3 separate regions of the Mus musculus genome follow, and all the other regions are linked to region 1. Evidence: chromatin contacts called from public promoter capture Hi-C data. All regions are on one chromosome and are shown on one strand. Each heading gives the region's core, a stretch centred on a gene start, on an enhancer-like site or on the middle of the called end of the contact. The rest is flanking DNA. Distances are from core to core; before and after follow the strand shown. Region 1 holds the start of Mapk10 (mitogen-activated protein kinase 10). Region 2 has its middle 16 kb from the start of Gm25721. Region 3 overlaps Mapk10 (mitogen-activated protein kinase 10).

Region 1 (3,193 bases), core at 419-2,918:
CAAAAGCAGCATTAGAAAGAGGCAGAAATTGGGCAAAAGAAAGTGGTGCCTGGTAACGGCAGCCTTCCTTCACTCCCGGCTGTGGCCTGTCCCATATGACTTAGCCTGTGTTCATGAAAGTTATCTCCGTCACACAGACACATCGCTCTGCAGCAAACGCAGAGCATGTAAACAACCTTGTGGCTGCTTCAAAACCTAGTGCCCTGGGGTAAGCCATTCCTTTCTGTGGCCAAATTGCAATGCCCTTGAAAGTTATCTGCAGAAGAGAGTCAAAGCAGCACCTAGGTCCTTCTATTTAAATGTCGGAAGGAAAAGGATATGTATTTTTTTCCTTGAAATATCCATAACCTGATTTACTTGGAGGTTTTTCAAATAAAGCACTCTTATTCTCTGAAGCACAAACACATAAATTCTGATAACTGTATCATCAAGCTCCTTTCCAATGACAGCTTTTTTTTTTCTTTCTGAAAATGCTCTGACATTTCTAGGGGACACAGTATCTCAGCACTGAATACCTGGGAACCTTGCCATAGAAAAATGCTGCCTGCTGTGACTGAGAGATCACTTTCTTAAAGGGACCTTCACCTGGGTGGCTGCGGTGCCGCCGGTGTTTGCTCCTTTCCCTGGTCTGTTCCCTGTCCTGTGTTCCTGTCTGCAGCCCAAATTTAGCTCAGGGTCTTTCTACAAGAGGAACATAGTTTCTAATATTTTGGTAAATACCTCTAAACTGCAAGAATGTATTCTAGAATATTTAAAGTTAAACCGGTCTGGAAATAAACATTTATGTTTACTAATAACATTTTTGAATGTTTTATGAGACCCATAGCATTTCTCAGTTAAAGTGAGATCCAGACTCCTCTCTCTCTCTCTCTCTCTCCTCTCTCTCTCTCTCTCTCTCTCTTTCTCTCTCTTTCCTCTCCCCCCTTACCCCCCTCGTGTGTGTTTCTCTTACTCTGCCAAGTCATAACAATAATGGTCTGTCCCACCTTCTAGAATTCTTCACTCCAAACAGAAAGATTTTAGCCTCCATCTGAGAAGAGATGCTTTGCCCAGAGAGAAACACCAGTTTTCTGCCTCACAGATAGTACACTTGATTAAACCGGCTCTCCAACACCATCACTTCCTACTTTCTCATGCTCTCTCCCATTCCACCAGGAACGATGACAGATATCATCCACCCTCCCAAACCAGGTTAGAACCCAGAATGAGCAAGGAGCCACCTACCATTCCGTGCCTGAGAACTAGGATCCTGGTCCGGCTGTTTGCCCCAGAAATCCTCCCTACTGGGTAGTCATTAGCCACATTCCAAACCGGAGTAAGGAGCAGAGTCTTTGGAGGTGTAGCGATTGTTTAAAAATAATAACAGACAGGTGATTTCCAAGAAGACCCAATCTTTAGCTCACTCAAGCCCCTAGTAATTGAGGAGTGAGGAGGAAAAAGGAAATTTGTAAAAATGAAAATAGAAAAAAAAAAGGGTAAGCATATAAGAAGCACCACCCACCCCCCATAAAAATAAACTGAGACGACGAGGAGGCTTAAGAGAAGAGAGAGCGGCTTGCTGAATCACCCTCTCACTGCCTGGAAACCATTGTGCAGCGGGAGGCTGCCTGTACCATTGTGGAACCTACCAGAGGAGACGGACAGAGGGCTTGGGGAATGGGGTTGCTATGGCAACTGAAAGGAGCACACATGACGTCAAAGCCCAGAGAGGTCTAGGGAGGGGTAGGAGGAGGAAAGAGAAAAAGGAAAAAGTCTATCTGTGGCTACAGCTACCTCGTTTTCTGGCAAAATGAGAAGCAGGCTTCGGAACTTGGCAACCAAAATATGCGAATTCAGCGTGCGGGGGGGGGGGGGTGGTGGGGGTGGTAGGGGGGGTGGAATTCTGCACGAAGCCAAAGAGCATCCTCCCTGCTGCTCCAGCTCTGCACAGCACCAAGGGCAGATCAAACAGCCATTGGGAAGCCAGTCACCCCGGATTTTCAACTACCTCAGCTTTTTACAAACAGCGAAGGAAGGCAGAGGTGTACCATCTCTCTGAATGTGAAAACAAACAAGAGATGAATTCAACCTCAGAAGAGATGCAAGATTGGACCTGCGTCTGGACCATAGAGGTCATTTGTCCAACCCCATTTCTTCTTAGTCTCCCTATTTTTGTACAAACCCTGCATAAATATCCGCTAAAGCAAACTGGCTAGACCGGTATTTATAGTGCAGTTTAAGGTAGAAAGAAACTACTGACAATTTGAGTTAATAAATTAAGGGTACTGTGGTATTCTTTTTCTGGTTTCAGAAAATTCCATGGGAAACTAATACAAATTGAATTTACTACATATCTAATTTTTAAGCAAATTTTCTGACTTTGCTATATGAAATTTTAAATCATGTATATATGTGTGTGTGTGTGTGTGTGTGTGTATAGATATAGATGATATAGATATGGATGATATAGATATAGATGGAATGATCCCTAGAGTACTTTCACTATTAAAATGTTTACCAAAACAATTTTCACCTTATTTCACATATAGCATCATTTCAATACATATTTTGAAAGTAATCCTAGTCTTTGGACTTTTCAAGCTACACAATTAGATTCAATGCTGGTTTTTCTCAAACATCTTTTAGATGGGTTTCCATCTATTGAACCAAAGTGATGCTAAAATTCATGTTTTCACACCGTGCTCTGGAACTGGCCCACTGACTTGAGCGAGGAGCCCCTGTCCCTCTGCCGTAGGGTTATGAGTAAGGTTAAACAGGTGTAAAGCCAGCAGAGATGGCGGACCCTGCGATGCATCATGAGATCCTGAGGGACCACATCGAGTTTTCAGTCCCCGAGATGTTTTACCCGAGAAGAAAGCCCAGAAAGGAAAAGTTGTGTGAGCTCTCGCTCTACAACTCCCAACATGTTGTTGGTTGTTTCTGTGTTCTGAATTCAAGTCCCATGAGAACCAGTAGCTGACTGCTAATTTTTACTCTCCACTTGGGTCTACTTATACATTATGACTGCCTGGTATAAACTATGGATGAACAGCCAAGCAACTTCACAGTAGACAGCTTCTAAATTATTGGTCTAAATGTCCTTCCTTTCCTCTGCTTCTCTCTCTCCACCTTTTCTGTGCTAGGAACCAGAGGTCAAGGCCTACATATGCTAAGCCAGCCCTGTGCCACCATGCAGCATCCCCAATGTGTTTCC
Region 2 (3,193 bases), core at 465-2,964, 460 kb after region 1:
GTAGCCAATCTTTGCTACTTTGTAGGTTCTTCTTTTGTCCCACCCTTTAACCCCTCCCTTTCCCTCTCCTCCACGTCTTCCCTCTATTACTAGGTAGAAGAGGTAGAAGGATAGAGAAGAGAGAAACCCCTGAGTCTAATTTTTTTCCTTTAGTTTCTTGTTTGAGCAATGACTACTACCAAACCATGACCAACAACCACCGACCCTGCCTCTCAGGGCCCTTGCATTTATATACCTTCTGAAAAGTTCCCAGAACTCCAAATGTCATATGATCACAGAAACTATCTGCAGCTGGCAAAACCATGCCTCTGGTAGAGCATAAGGAAAATGATGGTCAGCTGCTGCAAAGCAGCCCCATATCCCCACACCTGGGATTAGAACAAAAACATGTTCTTATACTATGGGCTGGAAAGATGGTTCAGTGGTTAAGAGCACTGACTGCCCTTCCAGAGGTCCTGAGTTCAAATCGCAGTAACCACATGGTGGCTCACAACCATCTGTAATGGGATCTGATGCCCTCTTCTGGTGTGTCTGAAGACAGCTACAGTGTACTTACATATAATAAATAAATAAATCTTTACAGAAACCCAAATTCCAGAATTTTCACCTCAAAACAAACAATAAAATATTCAACTTCAGTCTTTGTCTCCTTATCTACAAATTTGTATATGCACGTGAATGCACACAAAAAAAAACCTCCATAATCTTGCACCACTATCCTAACCTCTCACCACATTGTCAGAGAGTGATTCAGCCTTCTTTTTGGGGGTCAAGGTCTCATGTAGGCCAGGCTGGCCTTGAGCTTGCTGTATAGCTGGTTGGTATTTCATCTGTGTCTGCTTTGTAAAAGAGCTGTTTGCTGCAGCTCTGGGTATGTTTGCAAACATGAACCAGGCAGCGGGAACGGGAGAGGCACCAGCACAAGGTGGGCAGCATGACCCACAACACAAACCCAAGGCTCCTTCCAGCTCAGTGGCCAGGCAGAGTCCATGCTGGCTTCTGAGGGAGTCCGAGGTCCTGGGAGGGAGTGGAGGAGGGAGGTTCCCTCTGCTTTCACCTGGACAATTTATTCCTTCTCTGGTCTGCCTTGTTTAACTTGCCTGGTACGATCTGAGACAGCAAGAAGTCTTTAATCTGTAATTTTCCTCAGTGTTTTGCTTTTCAGTTGGACTTTTCTGGGTTTAAGACATTCTTACCTGGCCCTGGTTTGAAAAATAGAACTTGAGCAAGGCACGGCGGCTCAGGTGTGACCTCAACACATGGGAGGTAGAAGCCTGGGACCAGCAGTTCAACACCACCGTGAGTTTGAAGGCAGCCTGGTCAACATACTGAAGTCCAGGCTAGCAAGGGCTAGTGGGACCCAGTATCAAAAATAAATGAATAGCCAGGCAGTGGTGGTGCATGCCTTTAATCCCAGCACTTAGGAGGCAGAGGCAGGTGGATTTCTGAGTTTGAGGCCAGCCTGGTCAACAGAGTGAGTTCCAGGATAGCGAGGGCTATATAGAGAAACCCTGTCTCAAAATAAAATAAAATAAAATAAAATAATGAATAAATAAACGGATGTCTGGGGTATATATTCCAGATGTAGATTCCAGATGTAGATCAACAGTAGGATTCACTTACCAGAATGCCCAGCCCCCAAACAGAACGGAGCTAAAGCTCCCTGTGGTGAGGGTGATTAACATCCATACTGAACTGAACGTTCAGACGCTTTCCCGTGCCTGTTGCTGATTGAAACCAGCCCTCAAATCATTTCCAAACCCCTGCAGTATATATTAGTCTTATAGTAACCTACAGACAACCTAAAGTATACAAGAGGATGTGTGTAAGGTGAATGCAAACACTAGACCATTTTATATATGATCTGAGTATCCATGGAGTCCCTTCTGGGGTGGGGCTCCTGAAACCAATCCTCAGGGTAGGGAGGTATGACTGTTTTGTGTTTTGTTGTTCACATTTATACATTTAAGTCATTCCGTGTGTCTAACGTTATACATGATGTTAGGGATGATGTTACTCATGATGTTTTACTATTTCCATATGGCTGCCAGCTCCCCATTTATCTAATATTCTTGTGCCAACGACATTCAATACTTATTTATTTGCAATGTAAGCCACTTTTTATTCCAGTTTCCAACATTGACTTAGCTATTTAGGGGCTTTCCCCTCCCGTGAAAATTTATCAACTTCCTTAAAATCTTATTTTATTTATTTATTTACTTATTTATTTTTGAGACAGGCTTTCTCTACATCAGCCTGACTGTCTTAGAACTCACAAGGTTGGCCTTGAACTCACAGAGGTCTTTACTATAGTTTTAAATATTTGTCCAAGGACCAAGGGGTGGTTCCATGGTTAAGAGAACTTGTTGCCTTTTCAGACGACCCCGGTTTGGTTCCCAGTACCACACATGGTGGCACACACCCTCTGGAACTCCAATTCCCAGGGATCTAATGACGTCTGACTTCTGCAGATACCAAGCTTACACATGGTGCATATACAGACATGCAGGCAAAACAGCATATGAAACATAACATTAAAAATGATTTTTAGGGGCTGGTGAGATGGCTCAGTGGGTAAGAGCACCCGACTGCTCTTCCGAAGGTCCGAAGTTCAAATCCCAGCAACCACATGGTGGCTCACAACCATCCGTAACGAGATCTGACGCCCTCTTCTGGAGTGTCTGAAGACAGCTACAGTGTACTTACATATAATAAATAAATAAATCTTTTTTTAAAAAAATGATTTTTAGGGCTGGGCTCAATGGTTAAGAACACCGACTACTCTTCCGAAGGTCCTGAGTTCAAATCCTAGCAACCACATGGTGGCTCACAACCATCCGTAATGAGATCTGACGCCCTCTTCTGGTTCATCTGAAGACAGCTACAGTGTACTTAGATATAATAATAAATAAATTTAAAAAATAATAATAATTTTTAAAGTGCTTGCTCAAAAATCTTGAGCAGGCAGGTTCAGATCCAGCACCCCGTAAGAAGCTGGGTGTCCAGCTCATGCCTGTCGCTTGGGCTCCAAGGAGGATAGAAACAGGAGGCTGCTGGCTGCCAGCCTAGCCAAGCAACAGGAGCCCCAATGAAGAAAGAGACTGCCTCAGATGGAGTAACAGGGAGGGAGTGATAGGGTCTAACCTCTGCTAGTGGATGGATCAAGTGTGTTCACACACTCACACACACATAC
Region 3 (3,193 bases), core at 328-2,827, 260 kb before region 1:
CAAAGAGTAAGTACTCACTCCATTTCTTAAAATAGCGAGACCTTTACAAATCAAAGTAACTCTAGTACAAATATGTATTTATCAGGAGAATAAGCTGGTTTTTCAAAAGCATTAAAAAACATTATCAGCAGCTTTGGGGGTTTGCTAAAATAAGCTTTCTCTACTGGTTCATTGCTTTTTCACAACTAAATCTGGAGTCTGAGGATGCATCTCAGTGGTAAAGTGCATAGAAAAGACCCCAAGCACATCAAAAATAAAACTAAATAAAGAATAATAACTAGGTTTGTGGTAAAGTCACTCCAAAAATCCTGTGAAGATTATAAACTGTATGCCCAGAAAGTCATAGGTCCATGACTACACATCTGACCCCAGAATAATTTTCAAAGGCTCTCAGTTCATGCAAGGAACCATTGCACAGTAAGAAAGCTTAGTGCTGGGTTGCACACTCCTAAGAGCTGGGAACTGTCTTCCAATTTGTGTAGATTGGGCTTGACAATATTGGTGAGCATGGGACACAGTGAGCATTAGTCCTGGGGAATACCATGGGATAGGAATGTGTACACAGGTATTTTTTAATGAAAGGTATCATATTTACATTTTCATCGTTCAGCAAAACTGCACTGAACCTGAGAGAAACGAGCCAAAGAAAATGCTTCAAATAGCAAAACTATTTAGGATTTCTACAGATAAGCATTCATCTTGTAACTCACAGCTATGTGGCTGCTCAATCCAGAGCTTACAAATAATGATTACCATGTGGGCGTTGCGGAAAGCCCAAGCATAGACTCTTCTCGCGGGTATCTTTGTATCCAACGCAGGTGTGCCTTTGAGGATGAACCATTCCACCGTGTCATTTTCTCACCTGCTCAGCAGATTCTATATATGCCAACGAATTGAAATCAAGATGAACCTTGCTCTTTCATGGAACCATTTTCTAAAGTGAGGGCTAATTCAACTAAGAGTGAAGGGCACACTCCTTTCACAAATCAGGGAGGGTAAGGAGGCCCTGAAAGCAGGTGGCTACATCTGCTTACAACACACACTGTGACAAGTCCCTGGTGATGTCATGCAACAATATCAAAACAACCAGAATGTGATTCAAAGACACCTTCGCCTGAACAACCAGACCTTGGGAATACAGCATGTGGTGAAGTTTTATTTTCTCTAAAAGGCAATTAGTAAATTGCTCACATTTTGTTGCTGAAAGGCTACGTCAGCATGAACAGATGGAAATTTTTTTAAAATCTGCAAAGTGCAAATATTAGGAATCACAGCCATTGATTTACCTTCTACCAAGTAAATGAGAGCTACAGACTATGAAGTGCTCTTTCTATAATTAAACATGTAATTAAACTCGCATTCCTTGTAGCTCCTGTGTCTTCCCACTTAATTCTAAGTGTGTATCCATTTTAAGTATGTATACTCAGGGTTCCAGTCTGCACTAAACGGGTCTTCTTCAACAGATAGATGGCACCAAACTGGTCCTCAAATTCATCTCGCCATGTTGCTGCTCTCTGAGTTTTTCACAGCACGCTGTACTCCGTAATAAGAAATCACATGAGGTGGGCCTTGTGTTGGGACAGATGGTGGGAACAGCTGAGAGAGATGTAGCCGGTTTACAAGCTCCGAGAGATCAGGACAAAGCATACTTAGAAAAATTCTTAGGAACATTTAGTCTGAAAAACCGGAATTTAAGTGATGCAAAGAGGAGAGAAGAAAATCAAGATCTTTCTGCTCCTTTAGCAGTGCCGTTGTCTGTCTTCTAAAAACAAAGCAGTCTGTAACTCACTCACAAACTGCTATAGCAGTTATCAGACTGATTTTCAAACTTATAACAATTATGATAATAAACTATGAAACTGAACACCTGGCAGTCAACTAACTCAGGAAGTTATTCCCCCCATCAGTCTGAATTGGAGGTGTTTTGATCTACTTGTGAATACAAGGGGGACAATTTTAATCTAATTTCCATAAGATTCCAAAAAAAAAACAATTGGAGAAATCTTCCTGAAATTAATTCTCTTCTTGAAAGCTTCAAGTGGGCCCTTGCCCTTCATAAATGAGCCACTTTGATTGGCTTTGTTACATGTAGTGGTATGTTTAGTTGAAAATATATAGAAAAACTCAGTGTGCGTTTTGCAAACTTAGATTCAAAGTAATAAATATGATTCAAAGGTGCTAAAGAAAAACAAATATTTTTTTCAACGTTAGAAGATTGGGTGCACATATAAAACTTTAAGAAAGAAATAATTGTCTGGGCTGGCCAGGCTTGTGTCAACTTGACACACAAAGTAGAATTATCTGAAGGGAGGGAACCTCAGTGAAGATGCTTCTATAAGATCAGACTGTGAGTTATTTTCTCAATTAGTGATTGAAAGTGGAGGGCCCAGCCCATTGTGAGTTGTGGCATCCCTGGGCTGTGGTCCTGGGCTGTATAAGAAAGCAGGCTGACAAGCCATAGGGAGCAAGCCAGTAAGCAGCACCTTCCATGGCCTCTGCATCAGCTCCTCCCTCCGGTTGCTGCCCCGTGTGAGTTCCTCTGTTAGCTTCCTTCAATGATGAACAGTGCTGTGGAACTATAAAGTGAATAAACCCTTTCCTTCCCAACTTGCTTGTTGGTCATGGTGTATTGTCACGGCAATAGAAAGTCTCACTAAGGCATGTTGGTGCCAGCATAGTTCATATTGTCATGATAGAGCTGGACATGTCTTGGGGGGAATTGTGGGAAGACTTTGGAACTTGGAACTAGAAAAGCCACTAAGTGTTGAAATCTCAGCGATATTTCTGTGGAAGATTAGAAGAGAGCAGTGCAGAAGATGGAGGCCTGGCTGGTAAAGTTTCAGAGGGAAGTTTAAAGACTCTATGAGGCCATTTGTTATTTTGAATCGAGATTCTGCTTTTCTGGTTAGCCAGGGCTCAAGAGTCAGCCATAACAAGAGACTAGTGCTGGTTATTGAGACAACTGAAGCTGTTCAGCTGGAGCTAGGAAACTAGCAGTAATTGAGAAGACACCAGCATCACCGAAGTGAAATCTTCTGGGAAGTGTTTCCTTTTTTTTTTTAATTTTTTTTATTAGGTATTTTCCTCATTTACATTTCCAATGCTATCCCAAAAGTCCCCCATACCCACCCCCCCAATCCCCTACCCACCCACTCCCCCTTTTTGGCCCTGGCATTCCCCTGTACTGGGGCAT

Evidence for each region. Promoter capture Hi-C pulls out the DNA fragments that hold promoters and counts their contacts.
Region 2: a promoter capture Hi-C map of liver shows a contact between it and region 1, with 3 times the contacts expected there. The contact joins the enhancer-like site here to the promoter of Mapk10 in region 1. A contact is called at or near these places in 5 of 39 promoter capture datasets (cranial neural crest, frontonasal cranial neural crest, liver and 1 more), 1 of 484 Hi-C or Micro-C datasets (cerebral cortex), 3 of 115 datasets of contacts at active chromatin or transcription factors (embryonic basal ganglia, forebrain and neural tube) and 1 of 9 other capture datasets (adipose tissue).
Region 3: a promoter capture Hi-C map of hippocampal neurons shows a contact between it and region 1, with 7 times the contacts expected there. The contact joins the enhancer-like site here to the promoter of Mapk10 in region 1. A contact is called at or near these places in 1 of 39 promoter capture datasets (hippocampal neurons), 1 of 484 Hi-C or Micro-C datasets (cerebral cortex) and 3 of 115 datasets of contacts at active chromatin or transcription factors (astrocytes, embryonic forebrain and forebrain).

The regions. Positions count from the first base shown.
Region 1 is chr5:103,209,666-103,212,858 of GRCm38.p6, forward strand. Mapk10 (mitogen-activated protein kinase 10) reads right to left here and starts at 1,669. Exons shown (of 14, transcript NM_001081567.2): 1 at 1,225-1,669.
Region 2 is chr5:103,672,992-103,676,184 of GRCm38.p6, forward strand. No RefSeq gene overlaps it. Among named protein-coding and RNA genes, the nearest start is that of Gm25721, 16 kb to the left of the region's middle. Within about 2 kb of position 1,715, at least 9 of the 459 cell types and tissues checked have an H3K27ac peak or open chromatin away from gene starts, as enhancers often do.
Region 3 is chr5:102,952,049-102,955,241 of GRCm38.p6, forward strand. All of the region lies in intron 11 of Mapk10 (mitogen-activated protein kinase 10), which reads right to left. Among named protein-coding and RNA genes, the nearest start is that of Mapk10, 260 kb to the right of the region's middle. Within about 2 kb of position 1,578, at least 11 of the 459 cell types and tissues checked have an H3K27ac peak or open chromatin away from gene starts, as enhancers often do. A contact at or near this core is called in hippocampal neurons, where this site is marked.